Regions from separate parts of the Sus scrofa genome. Here region 2 is linked to region 1. The links are chromatin contacts, called in public Hi-C maps. All regions are on one chromosome and are shown on one strand. Each heading gives the region's core, a stretch centred on a gene start, on an enhancer-like site or on the middle of the called end of the contact. The rest is flanking DNA. Distances are from core to core; before and after follow the strand shown. Region 1 overlaps SEC24D (protein transport protein Sec24D). Region 2 overlaps SEC24D (protein transport protein Sec24D).

The links. A called contact is a pair of places that touch in the nucleus more often than the background predicts.
Region 2: a Hi-C map of retroperitoneal adipose tissue shows a contact between it and region 1, with 2.5 times the contacts expected there. The contact joins two enhancer-like sites. A contact is called at or near these places in 20 of 47 Hi-C or Micro-C datasets (alveolar macrophages, brain, embryonic fibroblasts and 13 more) and 2 of 2 datasets of contacts at active chromatin or transcription factors (alveolar macrophages and skeletal muscle).

The regions. Positions count from the first base shown.
Region 1 is chr8:104,771,122-104,773,809 of Sscrofa11.1, forward strand. All of the region lies in intron 2 of SEC24D (protein transport protein Sec24D), which reads left to right. All of the region lies in intron 1 of SYNPO2 (synaptopodin-2), which reads right to left. Among named protein-coding and RNA genes, the nearest start is that of SYNPO2, 72 kb to the right of the region's middle. Within about 2 kb of position 1,365, at least 19 of the 83 cell types and tissues checked have an H3K27ac peak or open chromatin away from gene starts, as enhancers often do. A contact at or near this core is called in retroperitoneal adipose tissue, where this site is marked.
Region 2 is chr8:104,957,461-104,960,148 of Sscrofa11.1, forward strand. SEC24D (protein transport protein Sec24D) reads left to right here. Exons shown (of 26, transcript XM_021100700.1): 13 at 1,967-2,082. Among named protein-coding and RNA genes, the nearest start is that of METTL14, 95 kb to the right of the region's middle. Within about 2 kb of position 1,376, at least 33 of the 83 cell types and tissues checked have an H3K27ac peak or open chromatin away from gene starts, as enhancers often do. A contact at or near this core is called in retroperitoneal adipose tissue, where this site is marked.

The DNA of each region.
Region 1 (2,688 bases), core at 115-2,614:
GTGTTGCACTTGGAATATGCCAGCAAGCATTAATAATAATGACTATAAATGAAAAGTTTTCTTTTCCCAGTCAGATATAAGCTTAGGCTGTCAAATCCAGTGTTTGCTCTCCTTAGGGCAGCAGAGGGCAGTAAAAGCACTGTCAATTAATGACATAAACCTCTTACTGCAATCTGGAGAGAAATGCTATTTCCATACAACTGCATTTTCCATATTAAACACTATACATGTAAGTGGTTCGAAAGATAATACATTTTTTATCTCAGATGCATTTTTGGAGCCATATAGAATGTTTACAAAGTACAATGAGATATCTATATAGCAATTCAGGGGCTTATAGTTCAACTTAATATATCAGAAAAATGTTTTAGAAAATACTACATTGTGACCTTGGTCTAAAATTTACCTAGACAGTGTTGGAGACAGTACAGTTGTGGTAACCCATTAGAGGCAGTGTGCCATGTTGATATTAGCATTGAATTGAAGAGGTCCAAGGGCCCTTGAGGTCAACTAATGATCCAGGCCTCTCTTTTTAACTGACCTGGAAAGTTCACTGGATTCTCTCAACAGGATAGAAGCTAAGCTATAATCAGAACAATAGTCTCCTCATTCCTCTCCTGTTGTATTTTGCCACGAAGTTCTAGGGATCCTAACGTGGAAATGCAGTAGTGTTCAAAATCACTCTGATTTTGTCTCTACCCAAGTTTCATTTCAAGAGGAAAGGAAAAAATAAACCCATTAATACCACACATTTGAAGCTTTACAAATTTCTCTACCTATGGCAAATTGATATATTTCACCATTTTTGAAAGTAGACCTATAACTCCCCAACCTCAATTCCCAAGACTAAGTAGAAGAGGCTGCTCTTTTAACCTCAGGAAACCCACACAAATCTGGTACTCCTTCCTTCTTGGCATGCTCCAGCACTGTATCATGCGTAGAAATTTTACTAAATGAAACCAAAGTTGGCTACTGATGCTTTCTTAGCTGTGACCTTCCAGAGCCTGTGCTTCAATTTGGAAAGTCTGTCCCTCACTTTCCCTGCTGGGTTAGGAATGTCAGCATCAGGGTAAATGCTTAAATGGCATATGGTAAAATAACCTCTGAGAGAAAAAACATCTCAATGAAGCCAGGACACTGCTATAACAGTTACATTGAAATATTTTACTTGGGGACTTTGTTGATCTATCTGGAACAAGAGGTCTGATTGCCTTTAGCAAGTTCAAGGGCTGCCAGTGACTTTCTCCTGAGCCCTGGGGGCAGTTTCTTCCTTCCTTAAAAACACACACTAAGCCTCAGGCTTAATACCTCTTACTTTCATTTTTATGAGTTGCTTTGTTCTTAGCCTGCTTGCTTTGTTCTAAGTTGTAGTCTTTCAGCAAGTCAAGAATCAGGCTGAAATCCCAGAGCAAATTCCTCCAAGGCCAAACAAGGAAATGTTCAACAGTTTTTGGAAACCAATAACCAAGAACATTAGGTTATCTTATTTGGATGTTAATATATTGGATGTCACATGTTTTTCACCAAAATTAGTCATTTTATGGATTAGCTGTGTATCTTCATTACATCATATTCTTTAATAAAGTTTAAAGGTGCGTGAGTCAGGCCAGGTTTTAAGTAGACTTAATTTTTTCTTTTTTTTAATATGAGGTTTTGCAAAGCCAAGTCAAAGGTCATACCACCATAGAGGCTCTGGTGTTAAAAACTTTACTTAGAATGCTATATATCTTATGATTTATTGAGGAGATAGCTAATACTTAAGGGAATTATTCAGAGCTGTACCAAAAACATGGTGAAAAACATGGAACCTCTTTGTATAGAAACCCTCAGGTACTATTCTATATTCATTTTCCCCAGACGGCAAACAGTTCTCTAGAAGTGGATAGGGAATTCCCCACTGTGCCTTTAGTTGAGTTGGCCAGAAAAGGCACAGAGCTTCAGGCCAAGGCCTGCGTGGAGCTTTGTTTTCTTGTTTGTGTGCTGAAATGTATTACCTCCTGGCAAGCATTAGGTGTGGAAACCTGAAGCTAGAATTTTCAGAATCTTGGCTCTGAGGCAAACCCCAGATGACAAAGGGAAGCCGTTTGTTTGGAAAGCCCAGTGTCTGGGAATGTCAGAGCTAAAAGGGCGATAGTAGAGGAAGCTCAGTGAATACCTTATTAACATGGCTACTCTGGTAGGTTTTTTGTTTTTTCAGAGAGAGAAAGAGAAGAAAAGGAACAGACAAAGGGAGGGAGACAAAAGGACACAGTGTAGAGTGGGAGTTAAAATGGGCTCTAAGTTAAAAAACCACTTACTATTTCAACGACTAAACCTCTGTTTTCTGACACATTAAATGGGAGTAATAATACCCATCTAGGTTACAGGGTTGTTCTGAGAATTCATAAATTTAATCTCTGTAAACAGTTTAGCACAGTGTCTGGAACCTGTCAAGTGCGCTCCGTAGAGACTGACTGCTGTTACTGTTATTTTAAAGTAACTGGGAAAGTATGTATCCTTTGTGAGGTGCAGTACCTTAAACAGTCCCCTGTTATTAGCTAATCATTCAGAACCTTGTGAGGAAGGACCTACTCTTTAAGTACATTAGTGGATTCAGGTCCTATAAGAGCCTCATCAATTTATTCAACCTTTAGACAGGTCTGGCAACCGTTTGTTCAGGGTGCACCCTGCCCAAAAGGAATTGTTTGG
Region 2 (2,688 bases), core at 126-2,625, 190 kb after region 1:
GTTCATTTTCTAATAGGGTTATTCATATTAGACTGCAATATTTACTCCCACAAGGAGGCCAGACTCCCTTAGGTTTCCACTGACACCTACATTCTTCATTTGGGTTTAAAGAAGGCACACATTTGGAGTTAGAAAGAACCCAGCAGGCTTGGTTACGTGACTCCTCTCTGTTTCCCTTCAAGGTATCCGGACATTGCACAGTGGGAAGCATATGAGGCCAAAAGACACACTGGAAGATGGGTATCATGTGGCAGTGCATAATTTATGGGGAGCATGAATTCTGGTTTATAAAACATGGCAGATAAATGCTAACAGACATAAAATTAATTTTAAGGGGAAACTTTTTTTCGCATATTATAGGCAGGTGTGTGAATGAAAATAAATTGTAGAAGCTGTGTAGAAGCCACCACCCCGATGCATCCTAGAATACCAATGCATCGTCCAACTCATCTAAACATAACACGATAGCAATTTAAGGCCCTCATAGCCTTCTGTTCTCCTTTTTTTTTAAGGGCCGCACTCATGGCATATGGACGTTCCCAGGTTAGAAGTCCAATCAGAGCTGCAGTTGCTGGCCTATGCCACAGCCACAGCAAGTCCAGAACCGAGCTGCGCCTGCGACCTACGCCACAGCTCACTGCAACACCGGATCCTCAACCCGCTGAGTGAGGCCAGGGATCAAATCTTCATCTGCATGGATACTAGTTGGGTTCGTAACCCGCTGAGCTGCAGCAGGAACTCCCTCTTATGGTTTTCTTAGCTCAGCTGAGGCCATCAGTTTCTCACTTCCATAACCTTTTCAAGACCTTGAATTTTCCAGATTCAGAGATCCGTATGTACTTAAGAGTCTTGTTTAAAAAGAAGTGGCTCTGGCGTAGGCCAGTGGCTACAGCTCCGATTCGACCCCTAGCCTGGGAACCTTCATATGCCATGGGAGCAGCGCAAAGAAATAGCAAAAAGACTAAATAAATAAATAAATAAATAATAAAAAATAAAAAGAAGTGGCTATGTGATGATAAGAAAGTGGGAAAAAATTCAAGCCTTAGTGATATTTTCAGTCCAAACTAAGAAAAAAATCCTGTTGTAATCTGTGTGTTAGTTCACAGCTAAAAATAAAGAATACTGAGTTGTTGGTTTTAAAACAAAAGTCATTACTTCTGTTATTTTGCAAATGAAGTTGTTGTTCATTATGAAATGCTTGAAACCAGAGCATTCCTGTTTATTCAGATACTTCTATTGTCAGTGGTTTAATGGCCAGCCCTATTAATCTCAGGGCAATGGGAGTTCGTTTTCACAGAGATACCAGGCCATATTTGTCCAAGTGTTCAGTGTGTGACTCATAAGTGTTTCTGTGCTATTGGATGACTTCCAGGTCTTTGCCAGAACTAACCTTCTTAGACATTTGAATCAAATTAAGAGTTCCTCGGCCGAGAGCTTAGTGGTGTAGTCTTTCCCTAATACAGTAATCCTCTCTGCTCTGAAGCCCAAACATTAAAGATTACCATGCAAACTCCCCATGGCTGAAGACATTTCTTAATTAAAGGATAATAAATACTATAGCTCATAGTATAGTCCAAGTAACCAATGTATATTTGCTGGCACAATGAAAATTTAAATAGAAAAGCCAGAATTCTTTTTAAAAGAGGTAATTAAACAGGGACAATTGTTTCAATTGTGACAATTTAAAAACACTGGTATTTTTATCCCCTATTTCTCTATAATGATCTAAATCATTAATGTTCTTTGTCATCAATAACTGTGGAAGGGTTAAGAGGATATTTTAGAAAACCCTCATTCTTTCTAAGACATGCTTTTTAATATGGATATTTAGAATATACTGCATTCCAGCTTTACAATATTTTTTTCTCATAGTAACTCCTTTCTTCCCATAGTAAATTTTGAAAACTGACTAAATCGTCTGTGTTATAAAAACAAAATATTTCCTTTCCTATTTTGTTTTTGTTAGTTCCGCCATTCTATTTCCAACATCTGGACCACATTGGAAGAAGACTGGACCACTACGAGAAGCCAGAGCTATCTCTAGGATCTTATGAATATGTTGCTACTTTGGATTACTGCAGAGTAAGTGTTCCCAGGACTTGTGTGTTTATATACAGATGTCAAATACAAGTGCCTAATTTTCACTTGTAATGAACTAACTCTTAATTCACAAACAAAGCATGTTGTGGTGCCATGAGGATGAAGAAATGCCTAAGACACAGATCAAGCCTTCTAGGCTGTGAACATGATTAACAACCAGGCCATCCGCTGCAATGATCTTTTTAAAAACTAAGAAGTGGTGGCAGAAGTATAAAATAATTTTATGTCCCTAGCAGATAGAATATGCTAGGTTCTTAATGCAGCAGTTCCATATCGTACCTCTGACTTGTTTTGTCAGTCATCTCAGAAAAACTTCCCTTCTAAGACAAAAACTCAGCCACTATGGTCAGTAAGACTCTGGGCATGTTTCTGTAGCTCCTCTCTCTACTCCATTTGTCACCTCAGTAATGTAAGGCTCTCAGAATCTCCCTTAGATTGTTTCAGCAGACTGGGATCCTGGGCTCTGGTTTCCTTGCTTTAACATGTAACCATGAGACTATAATGAAACACGATGAATGATTTTAGAGGAGTACAGGGTGGGTAGGAAGGATATAGATATGGAAGATCAAGCAAGATCTCAGGATTTGC